2 separate regions of the Rattus norvegicus genome follow, and region 2 is linked to region 1. A link is a contact called in public Hi-C data. All regions are on one chromosome and are shown on one strand. Each heading gives the region's core, a stretch centred on a gene start, on an enhancer-like site or on the middle of the called end of the contact. The rest is flanking DNA. Distances are from core to core; before and after follow the strand shown. Region 1 holds the start of Ppp3cb (protein phosphatase 3 catalytic subunit beta). Region 2 overlaps Cfap70 (cilia and flagella associated protein 70).

The links. Hi-C and Micro-C count contacts between places; a contact is called where the count stands out from the background.
Region 2: a contact with region 1 is called in a Hi-C map of psoas muscle, with 1.7 times the contacts expected there. The contact joins the enhancer-like site here to the promoter of Ppp3cb in region 1. A contact is called at or near these places in 2 of 12 Hi-C or Micro-C datasets (the Rat2 cell line and psoas muscle).

The regions. Positions count from the first base shown.
Region 1 is chr15:3,807,487-3,811,374 of GRCr8, forward strand. It overlaps Ppp3cb (protein phosphatase 3 catalytic subunit beta), which reads left to right and starts at 1,776. Exons shown (of 14, transcript NM_017042.2): 1 at 1,776-1,899. The coding sequence starts at 1,815. It overlaps LOC103693236 (a long non-coding RNA gene), which reads right to left. Exons shown (of 2, transcript XR_005493820.2): 1 at 1,911-3,888.
Region 2 is chr15:3,921,977-3,925,864 of GRCr8, forward strand. Cfap70 (cilia and flagella associated protein 70) reads left to right here. Exons shown (of 29, transcript NM_001108370.2): 9 at 2,803-2,902. Among named protein-coding and RNA genes, the nearest start is that of Cfap70, 22 kb to the left of the region's middle. Within about 2 kb of position 2,290, at least 3 of the 93 cell types and tissues checked have an H3K27ac peak or open chromatin away from gene starts, as enhancers often do.

The DNA of each region.
Region 1 (3,888 bases), core at 526-3,025:
GTGGTGCACATTCATGCAGGCAAAACATATATACATACAAAAGAAAATAATTTTGTAGGTTCCCTTTGCAACGAATGTCTATTGGGTTTTCCCTCCTTATTTACTCCAGATCTTGGTCTCACTGATGAACAGAAAGAGACAACGGATGCTGAGAATGTTGTTCTGCTGCCTTCCTAATCATTGTAGACAGATTCTGAGCATGTATGTTATTGATAGGATACAGAGGACTTTCTTGTTTCATCCTATTTGGATGCTGTAACAGACACATGGGCCTTAGATATATTGGCCCCTGAACCTTTCAACACCATTCGTGTCATACATACTCCTCTAACCTTTTATAAGAATTGCAGTGGCTGCATATATATGAGACAGACGCATGAAGGCCAGAGTACATTGTAGCAGTCAGCTCTCTTTTTCTACCGTGTGTGCCCTGTGGTTCCATAATTGGGTTTGGTGCCTTTACAGCCTGAGCCATCTTAGAGTAACCGATAGTTATTGATGGAACAATCTCTTCTTGTTTCTTGGCCTTATGGACGCTAGCCGACCTGGATATGTAAGTTGCCCACACCCAAATTCTGTGTATATACAGATAAGGAACTAACTTCAGTTTTCTACCTACTTAGTGTCCGCTTTCCAACTTTTCTATTACATTTAACTTACTTACTTACTTACTTACTTACTCAACGTTTTAGCAGAGGTCAGACTTGAAGGAATCTATTCCTTCTTTCCATTGACTCCTTCCACCAAGTGGATTCATCCCAAGGAATTTAGGTCACCCACCTTGGCTGCAAGCACCTTTATCCATTGGACCATCTCTCTAACTTCAAATGTATTTGCCCAATGAATTAAGAAAGCCCATAGCCTTTCCAGGTGAATCTTAACAGGTTTCTGAATATCTCTTGATGTCATTCCCTACTTCCCTTGACTCCTTTTGGTTCTTAAATCATGGTGCTTAGACTTTGTCAGCTGAATTTATGTGCCTTTGGACTCTTCCAAACCCAAACCAAGGGTTGGAATTCTATGCAACCCTCTATGCCCCCCTCCCGTTTGTTGAGACAGTCTCACTTTGTTGCCCTGAGTGGCTACCTCTGCCTCCTGAGGTCTGGCAGTAAAGGACAAATTCCATTTTAAATGATAATAGCACTCTTCCTTTTTTTTTTAAAGTTTATTTATTTATTATATATGAGCATACTATAGCTGTTTTCAGACACACCAGAAGAGGGCACCAGATCTCATTACAGATGGTTGTGAGCCACCATGTGGTTGCTGGGATTTGAACTCAGGACCTCTGGAAGGGCAGACAGTGCTCTTAACCACTGAGCCATCTCTCGCACCAATAATGCTACTCTTTACATTTTCCAATGCTTCTTTCATTTTTGTCCCTACTCAGATTTTGTAGATAAATTGTCATATATTTGTCTAATAGTGGGAAATTCTGAGGTCACATTACATCTCTTCATTTCCCTGGGCTCCAAAGAGGCCAGAAAAATGTTCTTTTTACCTTGCACTCATCAACAGTCCCTAAGTCTAGTCTGCACCCTTCTCTTTACTGGCTTGTCTTTCTGCATGTCAGGAATTTTCACCTGGTCCCTTGGACTGCTCCCGTTTCTGTAGTAGCTTCGGTAATTTTGCTCAAGTCCCTGGAGCCTGTCCCGCCCCCGCCCCCGCACGCGCGGTGCATGACGGTCTTAGCCCCTCTGAAGGGAAAGAGGGTCCGCCATGTTCCCCGGCGGCGCCGCCGCTCGGCTCTGGTAGCCGCCGCCCCCGCCCCCAACCCCGCCCGGCCCGGCACCTAGCCGAGCCCCGGGCCCAGCATGGCCGCCCCGGAGCCGGCCCGGGCCGCGCCGCCCCCTCCCCCGCCCCCGCCGCCCCCCCTCGGGGCCGACCGCGTCGTCAAAGGTGAGAGGTACCCGAAGCCCTGGGGGCCTGGCGTGAGGCGCGGTGTGAAGGCGGGCGGGAGTCCGTCCCCTCCGGAGCCGGCCCGGCGGGGCGGGCGAGTGACTGGCTGCCTCCCTTGGGGAGTGGCCCCTGGGCGGGTCCCCGCTGGGCCGGGCCCAGGCGTTGGCTGCTCGGCCGTCTCCCGCTCGCCCTGCAGGCCCGGGCGGGGGTTCTGTGCGGGGTGTCGCTAACGCGGGGTTAGGGCGGTCCGCCGCAGCGAGCCCCTTTCTTTCCTGCATTGCCTGTTACCGGCGCAGTGCCCGTGTTGAGCTTCCGGCTCATCGACAGCTGCACTCCGGCTGGCCGGGGCGCACCGTGGGGCCCCGGATTCCCTTAGCTTCACGCCGGCGGACTCGTCCGGGTTCTGGCCCACGCCTGCTCCCGGGTGACAGCGCCTTGCGAGCGCCAACAGCAGGGTGTTTGCGCTCGGTCCTCAGGTGCCACCCGGCGCGGAAATTGGGGAAAACCATATGGGACTGGACAAGAGTGAAGGATCCAGGCGTGACTTAGGAACCCAGACGTAGCTGCAGGGCAGTATTGCAGAGAGGACAACTCCTCCCCCCCCCCCCCCAGAAAAGTCGCATGTATAGGAAGTGGTAGTTATTTTAAAAACCGTCAGCACGTAACAGAAAGGGTTTTACGTATCGTCTCTAAACACGCGTTATACTCTTTAGAAAAAAAGTGAAATTCTTCTGTGCCAAGGAGGGAGGAGATAATGGACGTTTGTGTACAGATAAACAGATTTATTTAAGATAAATTGAGAGGCAGTTGAGAGTTCTTTAAAAGTCCAAGCTCTCAAAGAGAGCTACCACATCTACTACACTAATACTGTGGATATTAGTAAGAACTGAAATTATTTTTCTTTAAAGTTATTTTAATTTTCAAATACAGTGTCAAGTACAGACTGGCACATTGTTTAAATACTGTTAGTTTTGTTTTGAACTGTGACTGTGGTTTGCCATTAAAATATTTAAAACAAGAAACCCTTTTCTCGAGCGTGTGTGTGTGTGTGTGTGTGTGTGTGTGTGTGTGTGTGTGTGTGTTTCGTGGTAGTTTTCCCGAGATACTCTGTGTCCTGGAACGGAACCTGTAGACCAGGTTGGCCTGAAACTTAGAGGAGATTTGCCTGCCTCTGCCACTTGAGAGCTCAGATTAAAGGTGTGCACCACCACTCACTGCCCACCTATGTGTTTTCTGTTTTCAGTCTGCACTTTTTGGTTCTTAAAGCATGACCAAATATATTCAAACCTAGGCTTATGTGGTTGGGTTAGGCGTTAGAATGAACTAAAGAGTTTTTGAGCTTCTTTTTCTGGGATTTTTTTTTTTTTCTTTTGCCTTAAGAAAGAGACAAAATCAGTCGCTGATCCTATCAATACCTGTAGTTTTGTAGGTGGGGGTTGAAACAGGCAATGGCCTCCTCTTTATTTTCTTAACTGTATTTCCTGTATGCTTATTTCTCTGGATACTTCTCATCAGAATAATAGCTGAGGGAACTAGTCACAGTCCTGAATCATGTATTTATGTTGTCCTTATGTGAATCTTGTTCCTTGTCATTTATGTGGCAGTCTTTTTCCCATAGTGCTTTAATGAAGGAAAAATGAGTTTCCAAGCATAAGGCAGATATTCCTTAGGGGTGAGTTGTAAGTCTAATACATGTCCATTTACAGTTTATTGTTTTGAAATGAAAACCATTTTCTTAGGAGGAAAGGAGCTTGTTTGGGAAATTTCAGTTATAAAGCTTATGGCTAATGCCTGCTGTATTTTATTTGTATCTTCTTCATGGTGACAACTTTCATTTCCATGTGGAATGTCTTAGAAATCCTGATACTGCAGTGGCACATGCCTTTAATCCCACCACTCTGGAGGCAGAGGCAGAGGCAGAGGCAGAAAGATTGCTGTTAATTTTGAGGCCAGTCTGGTCCACACAGCAAGTTTCAGGGTAGCCAGAGC
Region 2 (3,888 bases), core at 1,040-3,539, 120 kb after region 1:
CCATAAAGACAGTTTATGCAGACTGACTAAGAAAAACACATTTAGGAGAAAGGTCTGCTGCTGGCTCTGGATTTCGAAGAGGCCACTAGACTAGAAACGTGTCCTTTCCTGCCTTCTGACAGAAAACACGCTTTGCATTCCTTCCCATGGAACAACTGTGTGTGCTTAACATGCCAGCTCCCTTAGCTCATCCCTGCGACACAAAGACCCGTATGCCCCCACACGCTCGGCTGGAGAGCTAGCCCAGCAGTTAAGGGCACCTTTACTCTACAAGAGTGCCCGGGTTTGATTCCCGGCATCCATATGGTAGCCCACAGCCATCTGTGACTCCATCCCGGGGAATCCGATGCCATCCTCTGACCTCTGCGGACACCAGACAGGCTTGTGGCACACATACATACATGCAGGCAAAACACTCAAACATGTGAAGTTAAAAAGCCAAAAGGATTGCTGGAGCCCTGGCTTGTTCCAGAAAGTGGTTGAAGGGAGTGTGTGGGTTCAAAAGCTCACGTGCTAGCGGTTTAGATGTTATGAGGCTTTCTGTCTGCCCTGCCCCCAAACGCGCCTAGAAACCAGAAACCTAATAGCCTCTTGTATATCTTATGGGTCATCTCTAGATGAAATTGATGCTAGAAAAGACATTGTTTCAGTTGGATACATTGTCACCAGCCTGAATCAGCATATTATTATAGGGAGAGTCAGGGGCTTGATACTCTGCACATACCTCTCTCTGCTCTAGAGAGCTGCTCACAGGTGAGGAACCAAGGGTTGTCAACTGCCATCACAGGCCTCAGCTCTGGCTTTTTTTTTTTTTTTTTTTTTTTTTTTCTCTTTGGAGCTGGGGACCAAACCCAGGGCCTTGCGCTTGCTAGGCAAGCGCTCTACCACTGAGCTAAATCCCCAACCCCTCAGCTCTGGCTTTTTAAAAACATTAATTTTTTCCCAGAATAGTTTAACATTTATTTTTTTAAAAATTGGGCAGATATTTCAGAGGTCTACCTGGTCACATGTAATTCCTTTCACATGCTGATGGACTTGATTTTGCTGAGGATAAACTGTTGCTCACGTTAATTTGAGCACATACTAATCCATTAGATCAATTAAGAATAAGACAAAGTGGGGTTGGGGATTTAGCTCAGTGGTAGAGCGCTTGCCTAGCAAGCGCAAGGCCCTGGGTTTGGTCCCCAGCTCCGAAAAAAAAGAAAAAAAAGAAAAAAAAAAGAATAAGACAAAGTTTTAGTTGTTTTACTTTAATTAAATGTTTGGGCGTTTTCCTCGTGTTCTATGGATTTGAACTTACGACTCAGTATTTTGTTTCTCTGTAACCTTTAGCACTTTCTGTCTGCTCATTAACACACATGTAGAGCCTTTCCTCACCGGTCAGGGCTGCTGGCTGGTTTCCTGTCTGAGAAAAAAACGTTACTTCTCCTTTTGCAGGGCAGCTGTAGTGAGACTGGTTAGTGGGCACGTTTGGTGAGGTGTAACGACACAGTGGAAGCTTCAGGAGTGCAGGACCTGCCACTCATCCAGGGTCCATGATCGGAGATAATTTAACCTCACGGAACTTGATCTGTGAGCTCGAGACCAGCCTGTTCTACCCAGAAAGTTCCAGGTCAACCAGGGCTACATAGTGAGATCCTGCCTCAAACAAACAAACAAACAAACAAACAAACAAACAACACTGGCCACTGGGGAGTATTTCAAACCATTTACTCTCCATCCCTCCTTGAAGCATGAGGTTTCCCTCCTGCAGGGCGCCGACCCTTAGAACAGGTAGCCCTTATATCTGGGTTCCCTGGAAATTTTCAACTCTTAGTTTCAAAAAATTTGTCAAAATTTAGTTTTTATTTCCTGGTACTATACTGGCCAATTTTCAGTGTTTTGTTTATTTAGATAGGATCTCCCTGTGTAGATGAGGCTAGGCTGTCTGAAATCCAGCTCCTGTCCAGCAGTGCTAAGATTAAAGGCATGCACCACCACCCCACACCTCCCCGGTGTTTGTTTGGTTTTGAGACAGGGCCTTGCTATGTATCCCAGACTGGCCTGGAGCTCACTGTGCAGCCCTCAAACTTGTGATCCTCTTGTGTTAGCCTCCTGTTGAGCTTAGGTTGCCATATGGCACTTAAAGATGTATTTTTTGAGATTGTTAGCATTTTAAAAATTATTTTTATAAATCTATAAACCTAGGAAGGTTTTCTAAAAATCAACCAGCTGGGCTGGAGAAGTGGTTGAGCTATTATGACTGTCTGTGCTGCCAGGGGACACTGGATCAGTTCTACCACCCACATCAGACAGCTTGAAAGTGCCAGGAGCTCCAGACTTAGGGCATTCAGTGCCACCCCCAGGCACTGCACTGACATGCACAGAAACATGCATATACATGCACATGATTCAAAATAATAAAACAATTTAAATCAGCAGTGTAGGCAGGCATGGTGGTGGGCATCTCTAATCAGGTTTCCAGGAGCTTAAAATAGAAGGGTTCTAAGTTTGAAACCAAGCGGGGCTATCCTAGTCTCTCAAACAAACATAAACCCGTCTGCCTATTAAGACAGACATTCTCTGTCTCTCTGTCCTTGTCTTTGTGTGTCTCTCATGCACATACTCACACACACACACACACACACACACACACACACACCCCACACGTATTCCATTACTTTCTAGAGAAACACTCACTTGACCAACTGGGCCATATCCCCAGCTCATTTTACTCATAATTTCCTAGAAAAGAATGTTTCCTTTTAAGCTGTGCCATTTGCGTTTGCAGATAGTGCTGATGGTCTGATTTTTAATTTGCAGTTTTCAGAAGCGAATTGCTGATTGCCGACTCTGGCCCGTGGAGATCACAAGAGTGCCTTTGATCGTTGTACCCAAAGCCAAGCCAGGCAAACTTGAGAAGGTAAACATGTGGATCCCTAAAATAAAACGATAGGGTGTGGTGGCTTCTGCCATGGTTCCCGGCACTGGGAGACTGAGACAAGGATCATATTAGATCCGGAGTTGGAGAGCAGCCTAGACACAGAGCCTTCCCCTCAAGTTTTATAATTAGAAGTGACCTATCAAGTCAAATCTGTTATTCTGTGTCTAATCCAGTTTTATGTGGCTGTTTCCCCTATGTGACCCATTTGTGGTTCTTTGCCTAGGACTTTTTTGGGGTCCTGATGTACTGACCGCTCAGTTCCCAGGGAACCCAGGATGATTGGTTGGCCACAGAAGTCCCCTGTTGCTCAGTATTTTCAGATACTGATTTCCCCTGACCCTGCCTTATTGTCTTACCAGAGGTACCATAAGAAACAATCATTTTTATCTAGGTCAAAATGAGTGATTCAGCTCAATCTAATTAACTTAGGCTTACCTGCAGATGTGCTAGACTGCATGTTACTGTAATAGGATTAATAGATTAAACCAAGGCTTTGGAAAGACAGGGTTTTGTGAGCCTGGAACATGTTCCATATTGCTTTCCCTGTCTATGTTGCACCCTTACTCCTTGTGTATAAATTCCATGAGGGTAAGGGTCATTCAGTCTTTTATTGTCCGCTTTTATAGTCTGCACAAACCTAGCACATCACACAACTCACAGCCAGCCCTCAGCAAGCATCTAAGTCATTTGACTTGGCTTTGAAAAGGCTCTTTGGTATAACGAAAATGTTACCACCATAACAAACAAAAGGCAGCCTTATTCACTACTGGTCAGGGTGGAAATTAGCATGGAGGCTCCTTAAAAGCTAAAAATAGGTCTAGCATATGTCATAGCTGTACCATTCACTTCTGAGTATTTGCCCAAATGACTCCAAGTCAGCACATTCCGCACAGTTCACAGTAGCAAAGCTATGGAGCCAGCCACAGGGGAATGGCTCTAAAACTATGGGGCTTCCCTTTCGGTAC